Linked DNA regions of Zea mays: region 2 is linked to region 1. The links are chromatin contacts, called in public Hi-C maps. All regions are on one chromosome and are shown on one strand. The core of a region is the stretch at or near the end of the contact, and the rest is flanking DNA. Distances in the headings are between cores, read along the strand shown.

The links. A called contact is a pair of places that touch in the nucleus more often than the background predicts.
Region 2: a Hi-C map of ear shows a contact between it and region 1, with 1.7 times the contacts expected there. The contact joins the promoter of LOC100192509 here to the promoter of LOC100192013 in region 1. A contact is called at or near these places in 3 of 25 Hi-C or Micro-C datasets (ear, leaf and tassel).

Annotation. Positions count from the first base shown.
Region 1 is chr2:28,068,688-28,071,387 of Zm-B73-REFERENCE-NAM-5.0, forward strand. It overlaps LOC100192013 (Protein STAY-GREEN LIKE chloroplastic), which reads right to left and starts at 1,422. Exons shown (of 3, transcript NM_001137437.1): 1 at 1,168-1,422; 2 at 756-1,076; 3 at 1-676. The coding sequence starts at 1,296. The coding sequence ends at 428. LOC100384583 (Protein CHROMATIN REMODELING 24) reads left to right here. Exons shown (of 20, transcript NM_001347190.1): 20 at 12-345. The coding sequence ends at 143.
Region 2 is chr2:28,218,109-28,220,808 of Zm-B73-REFERENCE-NAM-5.0, forward strand. It overlaps LOC100192509, which reads right to left and starts at 1,283. Exons shown (of 12, transcript NM_001308359.1): 1 at 1,115-1,283; 2 at 504-636; 3 at 1-270. The coding sequence starts at 228.

The DNA.
Region 1 (2,700 bases), core at 172-2,671:
ATTGAATGTAGGTGCTGTTGTCGAAGCTACCAGATGGTGGTGAGAAGATAAGGAGGCAGATAAATGAGCTGGACGAGAAGCTGACTTCTGCTGAGAAGGGGCTGAAGGAGGGGGGCACTGAAGTGATTTCCTTGGATGACTGATCCAAGACATGGAGAGTCTGTGCTCGGCAAAAGTAAAGTGTTTTGAATAGCTTTAGTCACTGGGTTGTGACTAGCATCAATCAAGTCTGCTCTTTTTGCTGCATCTCTGGGCTGGGTCTATCGTTTATGCAATACAATGCTTTTTCTGATGATGATTATATGAATAATATAATCCCCAGACAAAGCAGCAACCATTACAGTCAGACAGAGATGCAGAATGCTTGGTGGGTTTGCTTGATCACTCTATAGTCCGTCCGTTCATTGTATAGGCGGCTGAATCAAAATCAGAGGAGAAGGGCGAGCAGGGCGTTAAAGATAGTCTTCTTCTTGGTGATGGCGCTCTGCAGTTGGTCCAGCTCCAGCAGGTGGTGGTTCCTCCTGGTAGTTGTGGCAGCCTCCCAGAGCGGGCCCCAGCACTCTAACCGGTTGTACTTGCGAGAGCTGGAGTGGAAGTGCACCCACACCTTGGCCTCCATCAGCTCCGGCCTGTCGGCGAACAGAGCGGCGTCGCCATGAACCACCGCCTTGAGGACCTTGATGCATGAGACCAGATCCATCAATCATCAGCCTACTGTCTATAAGGTTAAAGTTGGTTAGTTGGAACGCACGTACCAGCGGTAGCTCCTTGGAGAAGACGTAGTATCTGAAACCTGCGGCCAGCTCCTGCAGGAGGTTGGCGCCGCTGACGAAGCAATGCACCTGCAGCGTCATCTCCCCGGCGGTTTCCTTCCACTCTGCCACCACGTCGTCCCTCTGCAGCGTCGACTTGCGCAGCTGCTCGCTACTCATCACGCCCAGCGTCAGGTTCGCCGTCAAGTCGCAGTGGGTCAGAGTGTAGGCTCTGGGGAAAGGAGGCCGGAGCTCCTCCCCGGCGAACTCCACCTTGAGCTTCGCTGCATTGAAGGTCGTGGGAGGTCCCAAAATCTTTGCGGCCTGCAGCAGATGTATATATATCGACACACATTTTAACTAACTAACTAACTAATTAATCAATCAGAACAAAAACCATGCATAGCATACCTACCAGGGAGCAGTAGGCATCCGCTGTCCTGGCGTCGCAGCTGACGACCAAGAGACGCGGCGGGCCACCCATCCTCCTCCTGCTCGCAACGAGCGCGCGGCTACGGGCCGCCATGGATGCTGCTGCCGCCATCTTCAGGGTCAGACGATGCAGGGGCAGCAGGCCAGGCCCCCCTAGCTCTCTCTCATGGTAATGCGGTTGCGGTGTCTCTTCCTCTCTTCTGTTCTTGGTGTTAATGCGGCCGGCGACGTCCAGGAGGGGTGCGGTGTGGAGTACTGGAGGAGGAGAGGAGAGCTGGGGAGGGAGGGACGTGGCCGCTGCGCCGGTTTGTGGCTGTGGAAGCCTGGAAGGAAGGAAGAAGGTTGACGGGGCACCAAGCGGCCCTCCCTCCAGCCACGGGAGACAGCTGGCATGTTTCTACTGGCTGTCCTGTCCCAATAAGGATAACGGCACTGACGACGACTTGAACGACTCTAGGCAAGGAGGCTCCAGACGACTTCAGGTAGGGAACAGAGGATCTAGCTCCAAGCAATGTTAGAGTTGGTGTCAATGAACCAAGGGTATTCTTCCATCTACTATTTTTCAATTTAACTCTAACAAACAAGTGCTAGTTTCAATCTGTAGACACAATTTAACTAACTGCGATTTTTTTGTGATTCATAGGCAAATAGCATCAAAATTGAAAATCATGGTTAGAGTTGAATCGTATTTTAGTTTGCTGGAGGCCCCAAAGCAATATTGCAAAGATAGCTATAATTTGTTGCAGCCAGTTAATGACATTGCTCAACATCGTATATGGGGGTCTAAGAAATACTTAACACTATGGTGTGAGTGCAGCGATGATGAAGTGTATGTTGAGATTAAAAGTGACGAAAATTTGCTGGATTGGTTCCAATTGAATATAGAGAAGGAAGAAGCGAGTTGCTAAAATCAAAAGTTTTGATAGTCCATTGCAGTTTTCTCCAACCAAACGTAGGTGTCATCCTATGTTGTATTGCTGATGATGTCTATATGCTTGAGAGCTTGAGCCTGAGAGTGTCCGTGTTCATTGAAAGAGAAATAGGGTTTAAACCTTTTTCTAAATGATTTTGGTGGTTTAATGTCCAACACAAATTAATTGGACTAACTAGTTTGCTTTAGATTATATATTCTATAGATGCTAAAGGTTCAACACAAACCAATAAAAAGATCTAAGTTAGGGTTCAAAAGAAAAGAGCAAAAGAAACCGAAGAGAACCCTGGTCTGGCACACCGGACTGTCCGGTGTGCCACCAGACAGTGTCCGGTGCACCGGGGGCCGCACAGTTTAAACTCTTCACCTTCGGGTTTCTCAGACGCCGCTTCACTATAATTCACCGGACTGTCCGGTGTGACAGCGGAGCAACGGCTAGCGAGCGCAACGGTCGACTCCAAGGGTCGTCTGCAACGTGAACAGTGCGCGGACAGTTCGCGCAGAGTCAGAACAGCGCCAGAAGGCGCACCGGACAGTGAACAGTGCCTGTCCGGTGCCCCAAGATGTCAGAGCTCCAACGGTCGA
Region 2 (2,700 bases), core at 33-2,532, 150 kb after region 1:
GGGCTTGAGCGCCGCCGCCGATTCTTGCATTGCCATCTCGACGACCCGCGACCTCAGAGCCGACAGCCGCTCGACTATAGCCCTGGCCAGGCAGCCGCCGAGCGCCTGGGCGAAGTCGACGGCCCTCGGCACCCGGAGGCCCGGGAGGAAAACGACCACGTCGCCGACGCTCCCAGGCCGTCTCCGGCGCGCCCCGGCGTCCTTGTGGCTCGACGCCCCGCACCCCATGCCTGTGGCTGTGCAGCGGAAGCGGCCCGCTTAGGTATCTATCTGCAGGCATGACGAATTCACCACGACATCAGGAACACAACAACAGACACACACACACACAAAAAAAAAACAGCGAAGAAGAAAGAGCTTCGCCGCACACGAAGAATTCACGGCAGAACCAGAAGATACCACGAAGAAAAAGAGGGTTTTGGAATTCCTTTTTTTTTTTGTTCCTTCTTCCTAGGCATACAAACGGGTTTGAAGAGAGAAATGTTCCTTCTCCCAACTCTCACCTTTGCGCTCGCTCCCTTCCCTCCGGGATTCTCGAGACCACCAGCCCCCGCCCGGAATCGAAGCCTCGACCAGCAGCAGCAGAGGCCGCCACTATCCCTCCCGCCCCCCCTGCTCCCGGCCGTCTCCGCGGTGCTGCACGCGCGCGCAGCACAAAGCACGCACAACGGACAAGGACAACACAAGCGAGCGGAACGGAGCGAGAGGCGACTGGTCTTATCCTGTAGACGTTCGCGGTGGTGGGGGACCAGGACCAGTAATCAGCATCGGAACCGTAGCGCAACTTGGCGTAATGTACGGCCAACCGGCATACTTTTCGCCCAGAAAAGACGTTTGCGTGTGTGTGTGTTTGGAAATCGGCCGCAAGTTGTGCCGTAAAGAAAACGCTGGGCGCGAGTGCCTGGCGCTAGCTGCTAGTGCTACCACCATGAGCAGCAAGCAGTAGGCCGAGCAAAGCAATGCATCACCGGCCGGAGAAGAGACGCCTCCGATCCACCGCCGTATATCGAAACGCGCGTTGGAGTTCGCTGAATCGGAAAGCTGTTTCGGAGATTGTGGCATCGAGCAGAAAAAAAAAATCCGGAGGAAGAGAACCAACGAACTAATCCCTCACCTCAACGACGTATGGGCAGCCCGCCCGCTAGCTGCTCCTTTCTAGCTGCCGGGCGCATTTCAGGGAAGAGGGAGGAACTCAGCTGTGTTCGATGCAACTTCTTTGTTCCTCCTGGTCCTGGTGAGCTGGACTGCAGGAGGAAGCCTTGAGAAGGGAGGGAGAGCAGAAGAAGGGAGAGGCCTACAGGGTTGATGAGATGACCTGTGTCTATCAATTATGAGGCAGGCGCACAGCTGGTCAGCGGCACGGAAACTCGCGAGGAAAAGATCTCGTGGTGAGTCATGCGGTCATGCCTGCGGGCTGCGGCACAAACCTGTGATCTCCCCGCTTGCACGACCGGCCGCCTATCACGTGAACTACCAAGGCTCAACCGCTTGTCCAGACACCTGTATGGCTGTGCCGATCGGTCGGGAAATTCGGAGTATATGATATGATAGGATATGATAGAATAGGATAAACCAGATGCCCTCAAAGAACTGGAGAGTCGACGCAACGCAACGCAAGAAAGACTTGACCGGAGTGTAAGGCAGGCGGACATTTCTTCTACGTCTTCTTCGGGCTCTGGAGAATCGCGGAGCGGAGCATGCAGCTAGCAAAATTCGGTCGGGCGGCGAAACAAAGTTCCACTTTTGCACTGGGACGACGGAGGGAGGACTCGTTCCTTATGCGTTTGTTTGGTTCTCTGGCCTGTGTGGTTCCGAGTTTGATTGGAACGAGCTAGCGTAGATGACGTACGAGTGCGTACGGTACGGAGAGCACTGTGCTTTTGGTACGTGTTGAAGCAGTCCTCCTACCCGATCGACGTCCGCGCAACAACTAATTAACTCCCAGCGCTGGATCACGGCATGACGACATGAACACACCCGCTTGCTTAACCCCTCCGGATCAGATTAAAAAATAAGCGCGGCGGCCACCCCCTCATCATAGACTCATAGGATCGCTACGCCTTTGTTTGGAGCGTTTTCGCGGTCTTACTAAAGGCGTGTTTGGTGTGGCGTCTAAGTCGCCACACCGCGCCACACTTTTAAGCCTCAGGTGTGGCGCCTAAATCGACCGCCACACATATGGCTTAAAAGTGTGGCGCGGTGTGGCGGCTTAGGCGCCACACCAAACACGCCCTAAATGTCGAAGCATAATAAGGGGCCCTCATGGTGATCGAGCCACTTATTAGGAAGCTGTTTGGTTAATTCGTATAAAAAACCAATCTATTCTATTTGACATAGTGCATCATGAATCCATTATATAAATTTAGTAAAATAAACTCATTTATGATATTATCAGTAATTATTAGCCTACGAGAAATGAAATGGTGATAGGATACACTCCTTCCATTCCACAAATTCAACAAAAAAGTGAGAAAATGCATTCCACAAAATCAAACAAGAAAGTGAGAAGATGATAGACTATCTCATTCTTGAAACCAAACATGTTATTGTTCTATTATTAATTAGTCACGCACAGTAACGGGTCAGAGTGATTAACAGCGTGAGCGCGTATGGGCTAGCTCTTAACCCCTTGGGACCTGAGCGAATGGACGCTGGCAATGCATTTTAATTTGTCTCACGGATTCTTGAGGGCAGACGGTA